Linked DNA regions of Mus musculus: region 1 is linked to region 2. A link is a contact called in public Hi-C data. All regions are on one chromosome and are shown on one strand. The core of a region is the stretch at or near the end of the contact, and the rest is flanking DNA. Distances in the headings are between cores, read along the strand shown.

What was found. Hi-C and Micro-C count contacts between places; a contact is called where the count stands out from the background.
Region 1: a contact with region 2 is called in a Hi-C map of bone marrow-derived macrophages, with 44 read pairs. The contact joins the promoter of Eps15l1 here to the enhancer-like site in region 2. A contact is called at or near these places in 1 of 15 datasets of contacts at CTCF or cohesin (embryonic stem cells), 9 of 484 Hi-C or Micro-C datasets (the Ba/F3 cell line, CD8 T cells, the G1E-ER4 cell line and 3 more), 17 of 115 datasets of contacts at active chromatin or transcription factors (the SCID.adh cell line, acute myeloid leukemia, bone marrow-derived macrophages and 6 more) and 5 of 9 other capture datasets (adipose tissue, embryonic stem cells, liver and 2 more).

Annotation. Positions count from the first base shown.
Region 1 is chr8:72,420,040-72,422,791 of GRCm38.p6, forward strand. It overlaps Eps15l1 (epidermal growth factor receptor pathway substrate 15-like 1), which reads right to left and starts at 1,435. Exons shown (of 24, transcript NM_007944.3): 1 at 1,366-1,435. The coding sequence starts at 1,398. Gm46043 (a long non-coding RNA gene) reads left to right here. Exons shown (of 3, transcript XR_001778581.2): 1 at 1-1,741.
Region 2 is chr8:72,267,345-72,270,123 of GRCm38.p6, forward strand. No RefSeq gene overlaps it. Among named protein-coding and RNA genes, the nearest start is that of Gm51537, 13 kb to the right of the region's middle. Within about 2 kb of position 1,272, at least 105 of the 459 cell types and tissues checked have an H3K27ac peak or open chromatin away from gene starts, as enhancers often do. A contact at or near this core is called in the Ba/F3 cell line, the G1E-ER4 cell line, the SCID.adh cell line and 4 more, where this site is marked.

The DNA of each region.
Region 1 (2,752 bases), core at 185-2,684, 150 kb after region 2:
GGAATTGGAAGCCAGCCTGGGTGACATAGCAAGGCTCTAACTCAATACACACCTATCCTCAATACACTCCCTACTATCTGTCTAGTCCTTAACCATTTTCAGAAGACAATCACAGGTGCTGTAAGAGCATGTTAATTAATATCTACTGGTCTCCACATGTTAATATAGTGTCAAGGCTGCTGGTGGCTGGTCCTTCCAGGACTTAACCACCCTGTATTGCCCTCTCCTTCAGACCAGGTGACCTGGGTGCATCAGCCTGCCAAGCAGTTCTTACCAGCTTTGGCATTCATACTTGCTCTTGTCTTAGTCCCAAACACCCGAATTTATTGACGGGTAACAAAAGAGCTTCCAATGTGTTAGGCAAAATGTGCTTTCCACAGTTTTCTGCTAATGCATTTTACATCTCTATTTTCCAAATGAGGTAATTGATATGCTGAGGTTAAGAAGCCTGCTTCAAGGACACTCTTCCAGAGTTGGAGCCGAGATCTGAATATAAAATGCTTCCTCCTGGTAACCATGACCCTGCGAAAGACGATTCTAGCAAAGTGCATATAATATGCTGTGTGGAACAAACGGGTAATTTGGCAAATTAGCAGGACAGGAATACTTTCTAATTCTTATGGATGTCACCTGGAACTAGAGACTTTGTCAGTGAGAGACTGCTGAGCTCCCAAGCACCTGATCCCAAGCACGTTAGAAAGTGGCTGAAGAATGAATGAATGTTTTCCGCTAGAAGCACAATGGCCTTCTCACTGCTATTCTGTACGTCCCTGTAGCATTTGATACGTTCAAGAAAACCATCCAGCGACCCTGAGGACGAAGACTGGTGCATACCGTTGGGGGCGTAGGATCCGCGCTTTTCGCACCGCACAGAGCAGCGGAAGCGGATCTCGGGGGAAGGAGGGCTGGGCGGCCAGAGGCGAAGCGGGCGTGTCCCGGTTCCCCTTGCGACTCCAGTATGGGACACCACCCGCCCCGACGCCCGACCCCGCGGGAGACAAAGACTGGCGGCGGGCCCACCGCTCTCGCTCGCCTCCGCGGGGACGAAGCGCGACGCGGCTCGAACAACAGCGCCCACCCCCCAAACCCCCCCCCGTCCCTTAACCTGGCCAGGCCCCAGACGGAGCAGACATACGCAGCGGCCGCGCCCCATCACCTCTTCGCAGCCGCTCGGGGGTCGCCCGGCGCAAGAGTATGCGGGCCGCTCCGGCCTGTCACCTTCAGAACCGCCCGGCCCCCGCCACTCAGCCTCTGAGCCTTCAGCGCGCGCCTCCGCGGTCCCCTGGAGCCGCGCTTCCGCGACGACTTATCTTTCTCGCGGCAACCACCGTCCGCACCGCCCCACGGCGCACCCCAGCACCATACCTGCTGCGAGAGGGGTACAAGCGGCGCCGCCATCTTCGTGCGGACTCGGCCTCCGGAGCGCCGAAGGAACGGGGGCGGGGCCGTGCCTGCGCACTAGTACGAAGGAGGGATGCGATGCGCGCGCAGCACAGCCAGCGCAAGGACAGGCCACAGGACCAGAGTACACGTGCGCAGAAGGGAATCCAAGTCCTCCCGTGAGAAGTTTTGCAGTAAGAGGGCGGAGCCTCGATCACAGTGGAGAGGGCGGGGCAGTTCTGGCTGGAGGCGGAGCCTTTATGGGGAAGGCTCTGTCGCATAGCCTTACCAGAGTTGGCCGTACCGGGTGATTTAGAGAGCCTAGCCTAAAGCACAGCGTGACTAGAAGGTTCGGAGCCTCGTAAGTTTAGTGGGCCGAGAGTGGGCGGGCTAGTCGGTCTGTGGGGGTGGGGAGGGCCTCGTGTGCATCTCCTGATTGGAGTGGGCAAACCGAGCCCCTGGCTTTGGAGGCTCCTGTGAGGCAGGGAACCCAAGGGATAGGTAGGGCTCCCTTCCAGACCGCTGCACTCCAGCTCCCTGCACTTTCCAGTCTGGGTCTGTGAATCGGAGCTTGGCTAAACCCAGGCACCGTCTTAACTTCTCCACTCTAGTAGCCTCTACTAATGCCTAGGGTTTGCTGAACTTTTCCCGGGGAAATGGAGACAGTGGCACACAACAAAGTACCATGGTGCTCAAGTCTAACTTGGGCCATATGCAGTGTTAGTACCACTCAGTATGCTTGTTAAACAGATTTGGGTTCTGATTGCTTGCAGATGTGGGTGTAGCCTGACATCTGGTGTTTTTTGTTGTTTTTTTATGTGTATATGCCTGCTGTGCTCGTGCCAATGCCTGCCCAAGAGAGAAGAGTTTATTAGATGCCATTGAGCTGGAGTTAAAAGCACTTATGAGCCCCCAACCCCCGATATGAGTGGGAACAGAACTAGGGTCCTCTGGAAAAGCAACAAGCACCCTTAACCAACTAACTATATCTTCAGCTACTCTGGTATTTCTTTTTTTTTTTTTTTTTAAAGATTCATTTATTTATTATATGTAAGTACACTGTAGCTATCTTCAGACAATCCAGAAGAGGGAGTCAGATCTTGTTAAGGATGGTTGTGAGCCACCATGTGGTTGCTGGGATTTGAACTCCGAACCTTCAGAAGAGCAGTCGGGTGCTCTTACCCACTGAGCCATCTCACCAGCCCCTACTCTGGTATTTCTTTGTCTTTTTTTTTTTTTTTAAGTTACATTTTAACTTACATCTTAAAAGATTTGTGTGTTGGATGGCCCCTTCCACCATGAGTCACAGAGATAGGACTCAGGTTGTTAGCCTTGGCCGCAAGCATCTTTACCCACTGAGCTATCTTGCTGC
Region 2 (2,779 bases), core at 22-2,521:
CACACACACACACACACACACAGGTAGTCATATGTTGAGTGTCATTTATGTATTTGTAATAAAAACACTTTTTAAGGGCCAGATGTGCTGAAACAGAACTTCAGTCCCAGCACCAGGGAGGCAGAGACACAGGCAAAGGCAGCTGAATCTTTATGAGTTCAAGGCCAGTCTGGACTACAAATTGAGAGCAAGGACAGCCAAGGCTACACAGAGAAATCCTATCTCAAAAAAAAAAAAGAAAGAAAGAAAGAAAAGAAAAGAAAAAGAAAGAAAAGGAAAAAACCCGAGTTTTTAAAATAAAAGAACAATATTCTGAGCCTGGTGATGTGGCGATGTGGTGTGTGCCCGCGCTGGGGAGGCTGAGGCAGGAGACTGACTTCAGGCCGCTTGGGCCACAGAACAAGGCCCTAGGTCAAAACCACAACCACAACAATAGCAAAGGAATTCTCCAAAAGTCTGTCTTGGTCAGTGAGGGCAGAGGGGAAAAATCAGATTTCCAGGGGGCGAGAGGGCTCTGTGGGTGCTTGATGCCAAGTCTTAGGACCAGGACCCACGTGGTAGAAGAAGAGAGATGACTCCCCTGCGTTGCCCTGTGACTTCTCCATGTACACCGTGGCATAAGGACATGCACTCACACAAATTTTAAAAGTTAAAAAAAAAAAAAAACTTTAAAGAATCAGACTTTCAGACTTAGAGCTCCATCTTATAACCTCCATTTCCTCCTCTGGGAAATGGGGACAGTAGAAGCTTGACTCTGAGCATTCCCACATGTGTTTCTTTAGCCTGGTCACCCCTTCCAAACGATCTTCCTGGTGAACTTCCGTGAAACTTCACCTGCAGTGACCCTCCTCCAGACACTTTTGTGTTTCAGGGCCGGGGACATCTGTGTGCCCCTGGACTTGGAGCCCCTTGATGGACACAGAGGGTTGGAGAGTGGTGAAAGCAGAGACATCCAGGGCTCAGCAGTATGGCACGGGACTCCGAATACAGTGTTCTTTCCCAAAATCTGTGTGCACGAAAGTGCCCAGCCACGGTCATCTGGGCCCTGCCCCCTCCCCATCCTCACAGCCCCTGCCAGGGCCAGGACAGCCTGTCCCCTGAGTGTCCCCCAGGTCATAGATAAGGCTGCCAGTGGCTATCGGCAGGAAACATCTTAGCAAGCAGGAAACCACGAAGTGAGCCAACTGCGCCCGCGCCGAGCTCAGCCTATCCTTGGCCTGATATTTTGGGAGCCGCTATTTAAGCCCGACTCGACTCCTGCCATGAGCTGGACTGTTCTTGTGAGGTTGGAGGGAGACTCCATTTCCACATCCCTCAGAAGCCTGCGGCCAGAGATATGAGGATCGGATCACAGAGGCCCTCTAGAGAGCCACAGCCTCTTCTCTAGCCGCTGGGCAGCCCGAGCATGTGGCGTCACCTCTCTGGGCCAGTTTTCCCCTTCACAGCTTGGATTCTGTCCTAAATGAAAAACCAAGTAGGAGGCCAGGTCATGCCTGAACCAGCCTGTGAGAGAGACCCATGTTCAAGTGAAAGCAAGGCCGGAGCTGGAGAACTGGCGGCTCAGCAGCTAGGAGCACCTGCTGCTCTTGCAGAGAGCCTAGGTTCAGTTCCCGACATCCACACGGCACCCTCACAATCATCTGTGACTCAGCTCCAGCAGAGCTGACCCCCTCTAAGCTGTGCAGGCAGAAGGTATATATGCAGTGCACATACATGCAAGCAAACACACACACACAATATAAAGTAAATAAAAATTGGGGTGTGCGCTGGATGGTTGTGGCAGGCAGATCTTTGTGAGTTCGAGACCAGCCTGGTTTACAGGGTGAGTTCCAGGAGAGCCAGGGCTACATAGTGAAACCCCATCTCAAAACAACAGCAACAGAATGGTATGGAGGGGTGGTATAGTGATCAAGAGCTAGCGCAGAGATGGGAGTGCAGTTCCCAGCACCCTGATCGAGAGGCTCTGAGGGCATCTGCACTTACTCATGTGCACAAACCCCCTTACAGATACATACACACAACTAAAACTTGGAAATTAATGAATAGAAGAGTAGCCAGGGCTTCCTACTGAGGCTCAGTTGGTAGAGCTCTCACCCAGCATTTGTAAAAGCCTGAATTCCACCGCCAGCATAAACACAGCATTCCAGGTGTGGAGACAGGAATTTAGAGCTCAACATGATCCTTAGGGACTGGAGAGATGGCTCAGTGGTTAAGAGCACTGGCTGCTCTTCCAGAGGTCCCGAGTTCAATTCTCAGCAACCACATGGTGGCTCACAACCATCTGTAATGGGATCTGATGCCCTCTTCTGGTGTGAGACAGGGTACTCATATATATTATATACTCATATATATATATACATATACATATATATATACATATACATATATCTCTGTGTAGCTCTGGCTGTCCTGGAACTCACTTTGTAGACCAGACTGGCCTCGAACTCAGAAATCCACCTGTTTCTGCCTCCCGAGTGCTGGGATTAAAGGCGTGCGCCACCACGCCCGGCTGGAAAATTTTTTTGAGAGCAGCTTTGGCTGCATAATGAAATCCAGGCCAGCTTGGGCTACAGAGAGGAAACCCTATCTCATAAAAGAAACACACCCCAAACAAAAGGGGGGCAACAAAATGGCTCATCGGAGGCACTTGCCACTGACAATCAGGGTTGGATACCCAGGGCCTGTGTCCTGCAAGCTGTCCACTGGCTTATACAAACACAGTACAATACAGCAAATACATGTGCTCTTTAAACGGGGTGGGGTGGGAGAGAGAGAGAGA